2 separate regions of the Macaca mulatta genome follow, and region 1 is linked to region 2. A link is a contact called in public Hi-C data. All regions are on one chromosome and are shown on one strand. The core of a region is the stretch at or near the end of the contact, and the rest is flanking DNA. Distances in the headings are between cores, read along the strand shown. Region 1 overlaps KSR2 (kinase suppressor of ras 2). Region 2 holds the start of LOC114670967.

Evidence for each region. Hi-C and Micro-C count contacts between places; a contact is called where the count stands out from the background.
Region 1: a contact with region 2 is called in a Hi-C map of sperm, with 4 times the contacts expected there. The contact joins the enhancer-like site here to the promoter of LOC114670967 in region 2. A contact is called at or near these places in 6 of 14 Hi-C or Micro-C datasets (cortical neurons, fetal cortex germinal zone, fetal cortical plate and 3 more).

Annotation. Positions count from the first base shown.
Region 1 is chr11:124,927,673-124,931,494 of T2T-MMU8v2.0, reverse strand. All of the region lies in intron 5 of KSR2 (kinase suppressor of ras 2), which reads left to right. Among named protein-coding and RNA genes, the nearest start is that of NOS1, 220 kb to the right of the region's middle. Within about 2 kb of position 1,729, at least 3 of the 40 cell types and tissues checked have an H3K27ac peak or open chromatin away from gene starts, as enhancers often do.
Region 2 is chr11:124,621,602-124,625,562 of T2T-MMU8v2.0, reverse strand. It overlaps LOC114670967, which reads right to left and starts at 1,997. Exons shown (of 2, transcript XR_013401519.1): 1 at 1-1,997. The region is part of intron 1 of NOS1 (nitric oxide synthase 1); the gene reads left to right.

The sequences.
Region 1 (3,822 bases), core at 480-2,979, 310 kb before region 2:
CTCACAACCTCAGGGTGCCCAGCCACCTCGAGTGGGGCATGAGAAGGACATCACCTTCTTGGGGCTTACCCTAGTCCCCTGGCCTGGGAGTGGCAAGTGAGGAAAGGGAGGGAGGGGAATGGCAGGAGCCTTCGCTGATGGAGGAATCTGTCTCCAAGGTTCACCAGCCCTTGGGGTTCACAGCCTCACTCAGGTAGGGCTAGTATGAAAGACATCAGTTGCTTCTGTTCACCATGGGAGATGTTGACTCAAATGAACCTGCTTCCCAGAGAAATAGAGATCAGTGGACTTATCTCTCCACCCTTGCTGTATTTACTCTGTGTTGCGTTTGGGTGGGCCACCATGCTCTGGTGGTTTGGTTAGGTGCTCTTCACCAATGGATCATCTTTACTCCACCAGTCTGCAAGCTTGTGAGCTCCTTATTTTCTATCTCTGATCCCAGCTGGTGAAGGTCAGGCTGTCTTAAATCCCCTAAAGAAAGCCGACTTCAGAATGAAAGAGTGCCACCTAGATGGAAGAAATAATTGTCATCATTCATTACTGGCTGGTAGAAGTGACTTCGGGTTTAAAGCAATTAACTGGATGCTGTTAAGTCACTGGACAAATCAACCTCTTGAGTCTATTTTCTACCCAGCAACGATGCAGTGAGGATACACTGAGAAATGCATGTAAATTCACTAGCATGGAGATTGGTACTTACAGCACTGAGTCTCAATCAAGGGTGGCTTTGGGAGCTATTGCCATATGTTACATGATGAAGTGGCTTGCAACAATGATGAAAACCATGGTCACAATAGCAATCGGTATGTATTGTGTTGACAATGTTCCAGGCATTGCACAAAGCAGTTTACTTTTATTATTTCATTTAAACTCTACTATCCTCTATAATAATATACTATTATCCCCATTTTACAGATGAAGAAACTGGGGCTGAGAGAGTTTAAGCACTTGGCCCAAGGTCACAAGGTCAGGAAAGAGGTGAAGTTTGCCATCCTTTTGAATCTTCCACTCTGCAATGCTAGGTTGTGAAACTGCAATGTCATCTTCATTAAAACTTGCTTGCTCATCAGGTAGGGAACTGAGCATGCTCAAGTTTTCTCTCCGATGCCCTTGCATCACTGGGGGAGCGTGTTGTGGGTGACAGCCTTGCTCAAAGGATGCCTCTTTGTCAGTGTGCTGTGCTCACTTAGGAAGCAGCACCTGCATTGACTGGCCTTTTGCTGCTCCACCCGACTCTGTTGTGATTATTCTAGGGATCCGTTGTCCCAGGTTGTAGCCATCCCCGTAGGGGCCAGGCAGTTGCAGAGCCAAAATTACAAGCTGCAGGAAGCTCCTGCGACTCATCCATCCTGGACATCTCTGGTAGAAGATGAAGAATGACGTAGTAATTTTGCCACCTGCAGTTTTCTGGGTGTTTCTTTATTAGCTGCCCATGACTCACTTAGAATGCTGGTTTTGGAAACTCTGGGTGGGGCTTGGGGTTGGGAGAACACAGCTACCAGGTGCAGCAGCTTCAGGGCAGCAGCTACCAAGGGGAACAAGTGACTGATGGGTTCCAGAACTTCCCCATCTTGGTCTTAATGACACCAGCTGGAGTACCCACTAGCCCTGGGTCTTATGAAATATTGTCCTTCATGAGGTGTCTTGAAAGACGGCAGCCCCTCAGCTCATCCCAACTCTAAGCAACTCCTGCTCTTTGTCCTGGGGACAAGCTAAGAGAGAGCTGACCCTCATTTGGTAGCCTGGCCTTGTGTGTACCTTGAGGCTGAGTCAGAAGCCTGGTTTGTCGAGGAAGGCAGCAGGTAGCAATAAAGACTGATGGAGCAGAACTGCCTGCTCCCAAGGAAGCCACTGGAAGGGTTATAAAGAGACTCAGGATGGGGGTGATTATATAATGGGGTTTAATGAGGCTTAAGGCCAAGGTTCATTACCCCCAGAAGAGAGGGAGGAGAGGCTCATGTCTTGACAGAAGTTTGCTGACTGAACCACAGTCTTGTCTCAGAATTGGAAGATATTTTGAGCAGTTTGGGTTTGACCGGACTCATTGGTGCCAATTCCAAGGGGAAAGTAGATATCCTATTGGAGTTACCCAAAGGGCTTTGCTCCCCCAAAATGAGCTGGGGTAGGTGCTGGTATCTTCTCTTCCCCTGAGGACTCAGCAGACACAGGAGGTACCACGTTGCCTGGCATCTTTTAGGAACTCAGGTCCCAGCAGTTTTTTAATGGGTACTGACCACCTGCTACATGCCAGGTGGATGTAGATGATTTGCAGGCATTAAAATATATAAACCTGGAAATAAACAAAACGCTACAGAACAGTTCCTAATGAAAAACACTGATCTCTTGCACTATCCCTCCCCAGTCCTGCCTCCCAGAAGCAGCCAGCTTAACTCTTTCTGCCTAGTGATTTTGGTGGTCATGACCACAATTTAAACCAGGTTCTACCAGGGGTTCTCAAAATGTGTTTCAGACCATCATCCCCAGCAGCAGCAGCATCCCGAAGCTTATTAGAAATGCAAATTCTTGCTCTTCCCCTCCAGCCCTATTGAATCAGAAGTTCTGGGGAGAGGTCCAGTAATCTGAGTTTTCACAAGCTCTCCAGGGAGTTCTACAGGCTGGCATTTCAGAATCCCCGGGTTATGTGACAGTTTTTTTTTTAAAGCTTTCATTTTGAAGTAATTTCAAATTTACAGAAAAGTTGCAAGAACAACACAGGGGACTTCGAGGCCCCTCTTTACTTAGATTCACTGGTTTTTAGCATTTTCCTACATTTGCTTTTTTCTCTCCTTCTTTCTTTCTCTTTCTCTAATTTTTGTGAACCATTTGGGACTAGGCTGCATACTCTCTTACATAACCCCGTAGGTTACCAATTTCAGGAAACTTGACATTGAATCAGTACTTTCATCTCGCCAGATTCCAATTTCATCTATCGCCCCAATAGTATCCTTTAGAGCAATTTTTTTGTCTGGTACAGGATCGAATCTGGGGTCACATATTGTGTTTAGCAGTTATGCAAGCTAGAACAGTTTCTCAGCCTTCTTTGTTGTTGTGTATGACTTTGGCCTCTTGGAAGAGGAGGGGTCAGTTACTTTATAGAACATCTCTCAGTTCGGGTCTGCCCGATATTTCCTTCTGGCTGGACTCAGGCTAGATGTCCTTGGCAGGATGCCTACATAAGTGGCATTGAATCTTTCTTAGTATATCATGTCTTCATAGAAAACTCCACTGTGTGGCATCAGGAGACTTAAGGTCCTTCTGTGCCCTGCACACTTGCCCCATGGATTTCCAGGAAGCCAGGAGCCCAGCCCTCAGCCTTCCTTGTGCTTCTCTGTGATGGGATGGGAGTTATTCCAGATGTAAATTTCTCTCAATGTGCCAGAAACTGACACAGAAGATAAAGCCTGGATGGAAGCAATGGGCCTTAAGGGACTGCACGTGTGTCAAATTGTCATGATTCCGTTGCAGATGTATCTATTAAATGTCTTTATGTTTCAAAGGAGTTTTCAACCTCTTGTGTGTTCATTTCTACCCGTTTAATGAGGTAGATTTGGCCTTGTCATGGGTTGAATTGTGGCCTCAAAAAGATGTGCCCAAATCCTACCCCACATATCTGTGAATGTGCCCTTATTTGGAAATAGGGTGTTGGCAGGTTGATCAAGTTAAAATGAGGTCATTAGGATGGGCTCTAGTCCAGTGTGACTGGTGTCCTCATAAGAAGAGGGAAATTTGGACAGAGATGCCAGGATGGCACCAGGTAAAGATAGGGACAGATATTGGAGCGATGTATCTACAAGCCAAGGAACGCCAAGGATTGCCGGAGCC
Region 2 (3,961 bases), core at 748-3,247:
CCATAACCCAGATCAAACCCTGCGCTCAGGCCTAAGAAAAGCGCGCACAGCCGCCACGGAGGGAGGGTCCCTAGGGACGCCGCTAGGCAAGGGTGCGGTGCAGGCGAGCGCTCCTCTAGGCGCCTCATCTCACCTCTGGCGGCCCAGGACCTTGGGAGACAGCAGAAAGGAGCCCCCAGACCGCTCCTCCCGAGAGGAATGAGGGAAAATTGCTCCCTTTCTTCAGTGCTAATTGGGGTCGGGGCAAACGCAAGAAATTCATAAACACACCAGGGAACACTGACGCAGCTCTCTGGAGCACAGAATTTTCCCCCGTTATTTCTTCAGAACTGAAGATAAATCCCCCCAAGTGCGCATGGGTCGCGTCCGTTCTCCGCCCTCAAGGCATCTCAGCGGATGGTTTGAGAAGCCTCCGCAGGTCTCTGAAGGAGGGGGTCTCTGTCCCACCAGCACCGCCACAGCGGCCCCGGCCCCTTTCCACTAGCCTGGATTTCAGAGGCGCCCTGAGGGGCGCACAGCTCTGTCACTGACAGCTCCAAGGCACTGTCACACATATTATTCACCTGGAGCCTCTTAACAACTCTCAGGTTGCCAGTGCAGTCATCTGAATTCCATTTTGCAGCTGTGGAAATTGAGGTGTGGCAAACCAAGCTACCTACCCATAGTCACCTAGCTGGTAAGTGGCACTACCCAAGACCTCAACCCCAATTTTTGCTTTCTTAATTGGGGGCATTTTGCATACATCTGGGCACCTACGCAATCTGACATGTACCGGAACCTTGGCACACATAGCTGTATTTCCTGATACATCTGCTCAGCCAGAGGCCAGCCATCCCTATGGTCAGAGGCTTGGCTTTGTCTCCACAAATTGTGTGATTTTTTTTTCCCCAGAGTCCCAGATCACGTAGAGAAAGAGTGAGCAGTGTGGTAGAGAGACCTGGTGAAGATCTCAGCTTGAGGCCAAGCTTAGCTCACTCCATGGCTGTGTGACCTCAGATTGTTCACTTAACCTTTCTGAGCTTCGGTTCTGTTGTCTGTAAAATGAGAACAGTAACTCCCACACGGGGCTGTTTTGAAGACTTTGTGATTATGTGTGTGAAAGGTGTTCTAGAAACAATGCTGTTATGCCAAGATTGGTGATTGTAAGGCAGGAAGGCCTTACAATCCGAAACAAATGGAGCCGTTTGGGGCCAATAGTGTCATCGTGGCTTTCAGAGCAGCCTGCTTTTTGCCCTTTCTGTCTCCTCTTTATTTTTCCCAAATGGCCAAAGCCAGTCCCCAGGAGCCTATGTATTCCACGGGGAAGGACTTCACGGAGAAGTGAGAGGGCGGGGATATTGTGACAGGTTAGGCTGCTCCCAGTGGGTCTCTGTGAGTAAGATGCAAAGAGTTGTCCAAGGTACCACTCAGACGGTTGTCCAGAAATGTCCCCGCTGGCAGGGTTGCTGATTTCCCAGGAGGCAGGAAGACTGGGAGGTCAATTTGCCTGCATATTGTGAGCACAGACAGGTTTGGCTGTGCCTGTTGCGCTCACAGTCTGCTGATGTTTTGGGGTGTCTTATGACAAGACTTCATGTGTTGCCTGTCACTCAGGTTCTATGGGTCTGTGAAGGGCTTGGAATGTGGTTAAGAGCCACAGGCAACAATCAGTGCTCATGAGAACTGGGGCTTTTTCCCATTAGAAACTGGAATTTGTAGGCTGGGCGCAGTGGCTCATGCCTGTAATCCCAGCACTTTGGGAGGCCGAGGCGGGCAGATCACGAGGTCAGGAGATCGAGACCATCCTGGCTAACACGGTGAAACCCCATCTCCACTAAAAATACAAAAACTTCTCCGGGCGTGGTGGTGGGTGCCTGTAGTCCCAGCTACTCAGGAGGCTGAGGCAGGAGAATGGCGTGAGCCCGGGAGGTGGAGCTTGCAGTGAGCCGAGATCACACCACTGCACTCCAGCCTGGGCGACAGAGTGCAGTTCCGTCCCAAAAAAAAAAAAAAAGAAAAAGAAACCGGAATTTGTAGAAGTTGATTTTGGCATTTCAGGACCCTTTTTAATCTGGATTGTTTGAACAGGGGGGCATGTTTCCTGCCACGGATCAGTGTGGGTTTTTATGGTTAACACCACATAAGTTATAGACATGACCATTTTCCTTGTTCTAATATATGACAACATTTAAACATCATCTAATCCAGCAAACGCCAAACATCAGCCCAGTGGGCCTTTAGTGTCAGAATACAACAAGTCACTGGTTAAAAGCAAAGATGCCAGACCCCACCCTAAATCTACCAAATCAGCATCCCTGGGGGAGACTGGAAATATCTATATTTTTAACAAGGCTGCTCCAGGAGATTCTAATACCCTCAGTTTTTGTCTGTCACCCTCCTTGTACAAATTGGGAAACTGAGGCCCAGGAAAGGCATGTGACTGGATGAAAGTCACACAGCACATTACTGCCAAAGCTGGGATAGAACTTCAGTGTCTTGACTCGCTGTCCAATCCTCACTGATGATAACTTCATGTTTCCTTTGGTACAAGCCCTGTAAATGCCGGGGTTTAAAGAACTTTAATTTCATCTTTCTGATTGTCATTCTAGATTAGACCAACTGCTCAGAGGAGACTGAAAATAAGTCCTCCCACCTTGACCTTGCTGGGTGTCAGCACTGAGTTCCCATCTAATCTTGGACATTAGCCCCACTATTTGATCTATCCCTTTCAGAGGGAATATTCTTTTTTTTTTTTTTTTTTTTTTTTTTTTTTTTGAGACAAGGTCTCTCTCTATGGCCCAGGCTGGAGTGTAGTGGCGTGATCACAGCTCACTGGAGCTTCGACCTCCTGGGCTCAACTGATCATCTCTCCTCAGCCTCTCGAGTAGCTGGGACTATAGGCGTGTGCCACCACACCTGGCTAATTTTTTTATTTTTGGTAGAGACGGGATTTTGTCACGTTGCCCAGGCTAGTCTTGAACTCCTGGGCTCAAGCCATTTGCCTGCTTCAGCATCCTTAAGTGCTGGGATTACAGGTGTGAGCCACCACGCCAGGTCTAGAAAAATTCCTTTTATAAGTGACCTATCAGGTATAACTTCTGCAGAGAAGTAGTCACAGAGCTAATAAACCCAGTTTAACTACCATTGATTTCACCAAAGCCATTGGTTTGAGCTCATTTCAGCAGCCCTTCGGCCTTCCACCCAGCCTTTGCAAGTGTGTTTGTGCTGCTCACATGCCTGTTCTTAAGGTAGAAGAATGATGAGCAGCACCAGCAATGCTGGAAAATTGAGCCCATTCGAATCTTTTAAATGAAAATGATGTATCAACAGAAAGTGCCCCTGAGTCTCTAATTCAAGTATGGTTAACAGGGTATAGTGGATGTGGGTCTTGGCACAGTCGTATGATGCTAAGGATGAACAGCAGTTACCGTGGGCCGTTCGGCAGCAGACGTCAGCACATTTATCGTATGTGTCATGATACGTGTTAAATGGCAAGGCCAGTGCTGGGCGCCGAGGGCAGGTGCCCAGATAAAGGTGGTGTGAGCCCCACTCTAATGAAGCCTGCAGTCCGGCTAAGCGGTGAGCAACAGACAAGCCCTGTACCTGGCGTGAAGTTTCTGCAAGAGAGGTGGAGGTGAGGTGCTGTGGCAGCACCCAGGACAGGTGGTTGAGGGAATCAGGAAGGACTTCTCAGAGGAGGTGGCATCGAAGCCCGTAGCCTGATTTGTGGCACCCTCTCAGGGATGGGGTCCCCGGTGCCAAACTGGGCCAGCAGCAGCCAGGTTGAAAGGCAGAGTCTCACACTGAGAATCGTCTTAGGAAACGCGAGAGGCCAGCTTGGGCACTTGTGGATTCTGTGACTCAGAGTGAGAGTTAACATCTCTGACTCTCTGGCTTGTCATTCATGCAGCTGAGATTATGAGTACTACAGGGGGTTGTTAGGAGGATTTAGTGGGATAGTGTGTGTGTAACTCTAGAAGGG